Regions from separate parts of the Ovis aries genome. Here region 2 is linked to region 1. The links are chromatin contacts, called in public Hi-C maps. All regions are on one chromosome and are shown on one strand. The core of a region is the stretch at or near the end of the contact, and the rest is flanking DNA. Distances in the headings are between cores, read along the strand shown. Region 1 holds the start of NPR1 (natriuretic peptide receptor 1). Region 2 holds the start of RAB13 (RAB13, member RAS oncogene family).

The links. Hi-C and Micro-C count contacts between places; a contact is called where the count stands out from the background.
Region 2: a Hi-C map of tail adipose tissue shows a contact between it and region 1, with 7 times the contacts expected there. The contact joins the promoter of RAB13 here to the promoter of NPR1 in region 1. A contact is called at or near these places in 9 of 16 Hi-C or Micro-C datasets (blood, hypothalamus, liver and 4 more).

The regions. Positions count from the first base shown.
Region 1 is chr1:104,121,981-104,127,075 of ARS-UI_Ramb_v3.0, forward strand. It overlaps NPR1 (natriuretic peptide receptor 1), which reads left to right and starts at 3,674. Exons shown (of 22, transcript XM_027975457.3): 1 at 3,674-4,805. The coding sequence starts at 4,094.
Region 2 is chr1:104,365,592-104,370,707 of ARS-UI_Ramb_v3.0, forward strand. RAB13 (RAB13, member RAS oncogene family) reads right to left here and starts at 1,873. Exons shown (of 6, transcript XM_060414562.1): 1 at 1,609-1,873; 2 at 229-289. The coding sequence starts at 1,732. It overlaps RPS27 (ribosomal protein S27), which reads left to right and starts at 5,074. Exons shown (of 3, transcript XM_060414678.1): 1 at 5,074-5,111. The coding sequence starts at 5,106.

The DNA.
Region 1 (5,095 bases), core at 2,424-4,923:
GAGCCTGCTGGGCGTTATAACAGTCCACGGGGTCATAAACAGTTGGACACAACCGAGCTACTAATACTTTCACTTTCAGTCGGCCTTGGAGTACAAAATGAAGCAGGGCAAAAGCTAACAGAGTTTTGTCAAAAGAACACACTGGTCATAGCAAACACCCTTTTCCAACAAAACAAGAGATGACTCTACACATGGATATCACCAATGGTCAATACTAAAATCAGATTGATTATATTCTTTGCAGCCAAAGATGGAGAAGTTCTATACAGTCAGCAAAAACAAGACCAGGAGCTGACTGGCTCAGATCATGAGCTCCCTATTGCAAAATTCAGACTTGAATTGAAGAAAGTAGGAAACACCACTAGGTCATTCAGGTATGAGCTAAATCAAATCCCTTAGGATTATCAAGTGGAGGTGATGAATAGATTCAAGGGATTAGATCTGATAGACAGAGTGCCTGAAGAACTATGAACAGAGGTTCGTAACATGTACTTGAGGCCGTGACCAAAACTATCCCAAAGAAAAAGAAATGCAGGAAAGCAAAGTGGTTGTCTGGGGAGGCTTTATAAATGACTGAAAGAAGAGACACGAAAAAGCAAGGGACAAAGGGACAGATAAACTCAACTGAATGCAAAGTTACAGAGAATAGCAGGGAGAGATAAGAAGGTCTTCTTAAATGAACAATGCAAAGAAATAGAGCAGAACAATAGAATGGGAAAGACTAGAGCTCTTCAAGAAAATTGGAGATATCAAGCCAACTTTTCATGCAAGGATGGGCATGATGAAGGACGGAAACAGTAAAGACCTAACAGAAGCAGAAGAGATGAAGAGGTGGCAAGAATACGCAGAAGAACTATACAAAAAAGGTCTTAATGACTGGGATAACCACGATGATGTGCTCATTCACCGACAGCTGGACTTCTCGGAGTGTCAAGTCAAGTGGGCCTTAGGAAGCATTACTGCAGACAAAGCTAGTAGAGATGATGGAATTCCAGCTGTGCTATTTCAAATCCTAAAAGATGATGCTGTTAAAGTGTTGGACTCAAGATGTCAGCAAATTTGGAAAATTCAACAGTGGCCACAGGACTGGAAAAGATCAGTTTTCATTCCAATGCCAAAGAATATTCAAACTACCATACAATTGCGCTCAGTATTCTTGCCTGGAAAATACCATGAACAGAGGAGCCTAGTAGGCTGCAGTCCATGGGGTCGTGAAGAGTAGGACACAGCTGAGCGACTTCACTCTCACTTTTCACTTTCCTGCACTGGAGAAGGAAATGGCAACCCACTCCAGTATTCTTGCCTAGAGAATCCCAGGGATGGGGGAACCTGGTGGGCGGCCGTCTATGGGGTCGCACAGAGTCAGACACAACTGAAGCGACTTAGCAGGGGCAACAGCAACATGATAGCAACGTTATGCTCAAAATCCTTCAAGCTAGGCTTCCACAGTATGTGAACGGAGAACTCCAGATGTACACATTGAATTTAGAAAAGGTAGAGGAACCAAAGATCAAATTGCCAACATTTATTGGATCATAGAGAAAGCAACAGAATTCCAGAAAAACATCTACTTTGGCTTCATTGACTACACTAAAACCTTTTACTGTGTGGATCACAATAAACTGTGGAAAATTCTTCAAGAGATGGGAATACCAGACCACCTCACCTATCTCCTGAGAAACTTAAATGCAGGTTAAGAAGCAACAGTTGGAATCAGACAGGGAAGACCAGTTCAAAATTGAAAAAGGAGTACAACAAGGCTGCATATTGTCACTCTGATTATTTAACTTTTATGCAGAGTACAGCATGTGAAATGCCAGGCTGGAAGAATCACAAGTTGGAATCAAGATTGCCAGGAGAAATATCAATAACCTCAGATTTGCAGATACTACCATTCTAATGGCAGGAAGTGAAGAGGAGCTAAAGAACCTCTTGCTGAGGGTGAAAGAGAAGAGTGGAAAAAGTTAGCTTAAAACTCAACATGATTAAAACTAAGATCATGGCATCTGGTCCCATCACATCATGGCAAATAGAAGGGGAAAAAGTAGAAACAGGACAGATGTTATTTTCTTGGGCTCCAAAATCACTGCAGACGATGACTGCAGCCATGATTTAAAAGACACTTGCTCCTTGGAAGGAAAGCTATGAAACCTAGACAGCACATTAAAAAGCACAGACATTACTTTGCCAACAAAGGTCCATATAGTCAACGTTATGGTTTTTCCAATAGTCATGTATGGATGTGAGAGTTGGAGCGTAAGGAAGGCTGAGTGCTGAAGAATTGATGCTTTCAGACCGTGGTGCTGGAGAACACTCTTGAGAGTCCACTGGACACCAAGAAGATCAAGCCAGTCAATCCTAAAGGAAATCAACCCTGAATATTCATTGGAAGGACTGAAGCTGAAGCTCCAGTACTTTGGCCACCTGCTGTGAAGAGCCTAGTCACTGGAAAAGACTCTGATGCTGGGAAAGACTGAAAGCAAAAGGAGAAGGAGGTGGCAGAAGATGAGATGGTTAGAGAGCATCACCGACTCAATGGACAGGAGATAGTGAAGGACAGAGGAGTCTGGTGTGCTTCAGTCCCTGGGGTGGCAAACATTTGGACATGACTTAGTGACTGAACAACAACAAGGACAAATATACACACAGAGAATCTTCATATTTATGCCTTCAGCATCTAGTTGGTGCTTAACATGCAGTGGGTCCTTTGAAAGTCTACAGTGCAGAAGTTTGCTGAGCTTTGGTCCTGAGCGACTGATCCGAACTGAACTGAGGCAGAAGTTTTCAGAGGTTGGCCCGCGATACCGCCAGTGACTTCTTCTGGCCACTAGAGAGCAGACTGACTCCACAGCTGTCCTGCCCCTGACCCAGCCGTCAAGGGCCCCCCAAACACTCCCCAGTATACGCCTCCGCTTGTCATTTCCAACACTGTCTGCCACCGTCCCGACAAATCTCACTTTAATAATCCTCTTTAAGACAAAACGCACACGCCCGTAGCAGCCCTGAGGTCACATCTCTTCGTTTCAGCGGCCACCCACCAGCTCTCCCTCCCGTTCCTACGGCCTTTTGGGAACTAAAGAGTTAACTCCGTCCTTCCACCTGGTCCTTTTCCTCCACTAATCCGCTCAGTCTGGAAGCCGGGGGGTGGGTGACATCCTAGATAGAGTGGTCACGGGACCCTGGATTCAACTACTTTAATTTCTTTTCCAAAAACTGTCACCCTCCTGCCCCACAACCTGACAGCAACCAAACACTCACACCTTTTCCGGCTAAGATCCCAAACCTGCACCTCTCTTTCTTCCCGAGACGGAGCCAGGTAGGAGGAGAGGGACAAGGTGGGGCGCAAGAGGCACTCTGTTACTTCCATACATCTCTGTTCTTCGCATCCCCGTGAGGGAGCCCCTTCTGCGAGTACCACTTCTCGGAGGAGAAACACTTTTGGCCTGCCGAGAAGCGGGAAGAGGATCTAGAGGAAGCCGCGCGGGTTGAGAGGCTCGGGAGAGTCCACGACTTCGGGGCGGGGAGGAAGGAGTTAAAGATCCAGGCTTGGTTCTGCGGTCTCGGAGTCTGGGAGGGGAAGCGGCCGGGAGGGAGGGTTCGGAGCTTGGCTTGGGTCCTCCCCAGTTCCCCCCGGACTGTCGGAGACTTGGGCCGGCCGGACGCCCCTTCTGGCACACTCCCTGGGCCAAGCGCTCACGCACACATACAAACACTCACACTCCCCTTTTCTTCCCTGGCGCCCTCTCTCCCATCCTTCTCCACCGAGCGCTCGCTCGCGCTCTCTTTTTCTCTCTCCTAACACGCACACACACATACCCTGTGGTTCACACTCGGGTCCTCTCTGCCCCCGCGCTCTCCTCGCACCCACCTGCTCCGCAGAGCCCTGGGCACACCCCTAGGTCGCGCGCCCCTGGCGCTCCCGGCGCGGACTGTCGCAGCTAGAGGGGGCAGCGTGCTCCGGGGTGAGCGCCCCCGCTCCGCCCCTCCTCCCTCCCACAGGGGCGCTCCCGGTGCCCAGTACCGGCCGCTCAGCCGGAGTGGACGCTTGAGGCCATGGTGAGAGCGCTCGCCCACCACGGTGCCCGCTGAGGCCATGCCGCGCCCGGGGCGCCCCTCCGGCGCCCGCCTGCGCCTGCTTCTGCTCCTGCCGCCGTTGCTGCTGCTCCCGGGCAGCTACGCTGGCAACCTGACGGTGGCCGTGGTGCTGCCTCTGACCAACACCTCGTACCCGTGGTCTTGGGCGCGCGTGGGACCGGCGGTGGAGCTGGCCCTGGCCCGGGTGAAGGCGCGGCCGGACCTGCTGCCGGGCTGGACAGTCCGCACGGTGCTGGGCAGCAGTGAGAGCGCGCTGGGCGTCTGCTCCGACACCGCCGCGCCCCTGGCCGCCGTGGACCTCAAGTGGGAGCACAGCCCCGCGGTGTTCCTGGGCCCTGGCTGCGTGTACGCCGCCGCCCCCGTGGGCCGCTTCACCGCGCACTGGCGGGTGCCGCTGCTGACCGCCGGCGCCCCAGCCGTGGGCTTCGGAGCCAAGGAAGAGTACGCGCTGACCACCCGCGCGGGACCCAGCCACGCCAAGCTGGGCGACTTCGTGGCGGCGCTGCACCGACGGCTGGGCTGGGAGCGCCAGGCGCTCGTGCTCTACGCCTACCAGCCGGGTGACGACCAGCCCTGCTTCTTCGTGGTGGAGGGGCTGTACATGCGGGTTCGCGACCGCCTCAACATCACGGTGGACCACCTGGAATTCGCCGAGGGAGACCGCGACCACTACACCATGCTGCTGCGCACCGTGCGGCGTAAAGGCCGAGGTGAGAGGCAGGGCACACCCGCCTGGCCGCTTTGCCTCCGGGCCTTCCCCGGGACTTGACCTCTCTCCTGTCGGCACCAAATGTCTCCTCCTCTGGGCCCTTCATTCCTGCCTCGGCCTCCTCCGCCCTGTCCACCTCTGAGTTTCTATTTCCCTGTCTTTCTCCATGGCCCCTCTCTTCTTCCTAACCTCGCCTGTATTCTCACCTCCCTACTCCCTCGCCTCCTTCCCACCATTCCTCCGGAGTTAACAGAGGTAAAAAAGGCCTCCACCTACCACCCTGACACTTAG
Region 2 (5,116 bases), core at 623-3,122, 240 kb after region 1:
GAGGTGTCTCTGGGTCCAGGACAGGCAACAGAATTACAAAAAAGTTGAAAATAGTTGAGTGAGCAGGGAGCGAGATGAAAGGACATCTGAATGAGGTAACAGAAAGGGATTAGAAAATGTACTGGAAGGAGCGATGGGAAAGCGAGAGAAATTAAACTAAAGAGAAACTACAGATTATAGGAAATAAATGAGTAAGTCTGGTTTTGAAGTCCTGGGGGATTCACTCACCAGACTTGCAGTTTGATCTTTTTCCCCTCTATATCCACCGTGCGGATCTTGAAATCAATTCCTAGGGGTGGAGAGGGAACACTGAAGTCCAGACACGTATGTATGTGCACGTGCCAGTGTGTGGCGAGAGGGACGGGAATGGGGCAGTGCAGAGATTCTGCAGGGAAGGCACTTGGGAAGCAGTCTTGCAGGAAGTATAAAACTACGGGGATTTTCTCAAAGCGGTACTTGTACAGCAAACGTATTGTTTTTACTTAGATCTTATAGACTTTGTGGGAAAGAAGATGTTGAAAACTCTGCAAGGAGGCTAAAGGCCTTTAAGGCACTTCTTGGGTCCACTCAGCCATGCCAGCTGACAACTCTCTCAATTCAATGTGTCTCCCCCAAAATACTACTTTCTAATTCCTTCTCCCTTCTGTTGTCTTAGAACCCTCTGCTCTCCATTCTCCCACATAGCCTCCTGACCCTATAGGGTGAAGAGCAAGGAAAAAGGAAGCTGATACCAGTCCATGTGGATTAATAGTATGCCAGGCTCGGAAACAAGAAAACTTGAGTCTAAACAAGATTCCCCTGAGACTGAGATATGAGAGAGGGATATTTCCCCCTCCACTTTCTAACCAGAATTGTCTTGAGACGCTCCTGGTCTTACTACCCAGGCCAGAGGAGGTTAAGAACAATGAGGGGGAGGAGGGGAGACAATGTTCTTAGTGGAAACTTGTGTACCTCCCCTGAGCCAGTGAGGAGCCCCAGGGAGCAGGCTGAGTCACCAGGCTGACTCAGAGACCCCAAAAGTCCCCTCAGTCCCACCTTCCTTACCAGGCTGACTGCATATTCATGATCCCAGTCCTTGGGCTGCTCTCGGGCACACCCAGCCCCTCTGTGCCACCCTCCCCAACCCCCTAATAAGTTGAGGGGCAGAGAGACGGGAAAGTAGATGGTAAGCTGGGAATGCAGTGGGAGAGTGTGTAACTCAGTTGGGACAGAAAGAGGCTGGCAAAATTGGGAGACAGATGGTCAGGGAAAGGGGGACACAGGAAATGCGGAGAATGGAGCAAGAGTTCTAGGTGGATGAGGGTGGGGGAAGAGGAGCTGAGAGGGAAACGGACTCGGGTTCATGTGAATTTGTGGAGACAAGGGAGACAGGTGGCACCAAGAAAATAGAGGTTGGCGCAGGCACAACTGAGGAGTGATCTGGAGGGCTCAGAGAGGTCAGAGGTTTGGGTACCATCCTGAGACATATAAGGGGGATGGGTCTGAGAGAGAGAGGCTGAGGGACTGGAGTCCAGAAGCCGGACTCTAAAGCGGGCCACTAGTAATCCAACAGCCTAGGAATGAGGGCATGGGGTAGCTGGGGGTCTAGGCTATGGCCAGCGGGCTCACCGATGGTGGAGATATAAGTGTTGTTGAAGTTGTCCTCTGCAAAGCGAATGATCAGACAAGTCTTGCCCACCCCTGAGTCCCCGATCAGCAGCAACTTGAAGAGGTGGTCGTAGGCTTTGGCCATGGCGGACACTGGGGGTGCCGGGAGAGGGGTGGGGAAGCGAAGGGCACTGGTAGGCGGGACTGGAGGGTTGGCAAAGGGAGCGGGCCCCGGAGCCCCAGCCAGGAAGTTTTCCTCCCTCTCCGCCCAGGCTCTGGGAAAGAGGAGAGGCGGCACTCCTCCGGGCCCCACCCCGTGCCCGCCCATCCTTTTCAGCTGGCCTCCTCGGACAGCCCAGCCTCCAGCTCTCTGGCTTTCCCTTCCCAGCCAATGCTGGCCTGTCTCCCTAGCCATTTGGAACAGATTTTGCTCAATATCATGCCCCTCTTTTGACTTCGCTCTTCCAGTCAGAAGCCAGAGAGGCTGGGGTGAAGTGGAAGTTTAATCAGAATGACCAAGGGAAGAGGAATTTTAGAGGAATTCGGGGAAAACGAAAGTTTGGGGGAATAAGGGTGAAGCACAGGATAACACAGGAACTGGCAAAAATTGGAGACTGATTTTTGAAAGGGATACTCAAGAAAAATAGAATCCTTTTGGGGCAGTTTCTAGAATTCTGGCGTTACTTTTCCAAGCCCTTAGTTTTAGAATCCCAACTCTTTTTGAAAAAAGCGGCATGGCTGGAGTTGGTGGCTATTTGTTGAGTCAGTCTGCCCCCTGGTGGAATAGAGTGAAAATTAAAATTAATTATACTATAGAATCAGCTCTGCACACTCCCTCTCCCAGTCTCCAAGCCCATACACCGTTCACCTAGATACGTTCTGGAGCTTCATCTTGAATGGTCTTCCTTCTGGGAACCTGTGTATGAATTCTCTGACAGGCCAGCTCAGGAAGATAGAGATTGAGACTACAAATGTCCGGTGTCATTCTCTTGATGAGATGTGGATCTTTTAACACACTCCGGAGGCAGTACTCCTAACACACTAATGAACAGACTGTGAATGTGTAGCCTTGGCAACCACAAAGCTGAAATATGGAGAACACGGCTACACAAAACCAAATTTATCTTTGCTTTGGAAAAAATATTCAAAATACCTGCTTTTCTAACAGCAGGTCAGTAAACAGTCCGTCTTTAAACATAGTGTACCGGTTATGAAAAGGAATCTTCTGTCACTTCAGTTATCCTTGTCATACTCTGTGCCAATGTTTGTCCCTCTCAAACCCAGCTATTCAATTCTCTTTTATCCTTTATCTCACCACTCATTATGTCTTCAAGTTGTATTACAAAACTCGAGTATTCTCTACTTCTCCCTGCTGGTCAAACTCTCTCTCACTAGTGCTTTAAATTATTCTTCAATTTTCATGGATCTGTCTGATAAAAACCTATTAGTTCTTTTTCATTTCATCTTATCTCGTCTGAATCTGGACTTTTCATCCCCAGCAATAGACTATTCTTTTTCACCTCTCTAAATTGTTGTTGTTGTTTAGTTGCTAAGTTGTGTCTGATATTTTCTTTCCATGTCTGCCTCTTTTGCAACCCCATGGACGGTAGCCCACCAGGCTCCTCTGTCCGTGGGATTTCCCAGGCAAGAATATCAGAGTGAGTTGCCACTTCCTCTTCCAGGAGATCTTCCCGACACAGGGATTGAAACTGCATCCAGTTGCACTGGCAGCTGGATCCTTTACCACTGAGCCACCTGGGAACATGTCACTTCCTCAGAGGTTTTTCTCACCCATCAGTAGTGTGCCGAACCATACAGAAGGCTGAGAGATGAAGAATTGATGCTTTTGAACTCTGGTGCTGGAGAAGACTCCTGAGAGTTGTCCCTTGGACAGCAAGATCAGACCAGTCAATCCTAAAGGAAATCAACCCTGAATATTCATTGGAAGGACTGATGCTGAAGCTCCAATACTTTGGCCACCTGATGCAAAGAGTGGACTCATTGGAAAAGACCCTGATGCTGGGAAAGACTGAAGGCAGGAGGAGAAGGGGCAGGGCCAACAGAGGATGAGACGGTTGGATAGCATCACTGACTCAATGGACATGAGTTTGAGCAAACTCTGGGAGATAGTGAAGGACATGGAAGCCTGGCCCGCTGCAGTCCATGGGGTTGCAAAGAGTCTGACATGACTAAGCAACTGAACAACAACAGTAGTGTGCTGGAACCAATTATTACTGGCTCATGAAAACAGACTGTGCTTTCCAAATCCGTGTTTAATGACATTGGTAGTCTGAAACTGGCCAAGGTAAGAGTATTTCCTCCATTGAAATTACCAAAGACAACAAATCAGGGCTCCCCTCTATAAAGTCAATGGTTAAACGTTTACCTGGAGAAGGCAATGGCACCCCACTTCAGTACTCTTGCCTGGAAAATCCCATGGACGGGGGAGCCTGGTAGGCTGCAGTCCATGGGGTCGCGAACAGTTGGACACGACTGAGCGACTTGACTTTCATTTTTCACTTTCATGCATTGGAGAAGGAAATGGCAACCCACTCCAGTGTTCTTGCCTGGAGAATCCCAGGGACGGGGGAGCCTGGTGGGCTTCCGTCTATGGGGTCACACAGAGTCGGACACGACTGAAGTGACTTAGCAGCAGCAGCAGCAGCAGCAAACGTTTACCAGCGTATCCTTGACAAGAACTCACATCCCTTGTCCCATTCTATTCCTTTGGAATTAACCAGGTCCTTATATACCATTTGATCATTTTTGCTCCTCCTGTATGACAAATGGACATTTTAACCCTTTGATCGTTACTGTAGAAGATAATGATTTGGTCTTTTTTCTTTCTTTTCATTCCCTGTCCAGAGTTTCAGTGCTGCCAAGATTACAAATCTTGGAAATGTAGTTCTGATGAAAATGTGGTGGAAAGGATGTGGGAATGTAAAGACAGAGTTGTGAAGATTAACATTCAAAGCAGTCAGAACAATACAGAAGTGAGTAATGTAATGATTATTACAGAGAAAGATGGAAAGGAGGGAATAAAATTAACAACGGTTAGTCCTAGAAATAGGCTGAAAGTGCGGAAAAGATCAGAACTTACCTTTTTTATATTTACATTACTGAATTGTTAAAAATGGGGAAACTAAACCAATTGAAAAATAGTAAAGAAATTTAACAAGTCACAGACACAACTCAGTCTGTTTTCCTAAGCAGTTCCTGTTGTTAAAGTGTAGCGCGAAATTTTAAAAATGTCTATTTACCCCTTGACGGAGACCAGACACCGACCTTAAGATAGCAAGCTCACTCTCTTAACATGGCGACTCATCTGAGTCCTGTCATTTGGAGACCTTCCCCAAATGGCAGCCCCCATCTCGCCCCATCGCCCAAGACCATCAGAAAAGGACCTTCTCAACATGGCGGCGATAGGCCCTAACGTCATTTCCTGCGGGACGGCGAATTTAAGGATCAGGATTTCCGCTTCCGCCCCTTTCCGGCGGTGACGACCTCCTCACGAGAACATGCCTGTGAG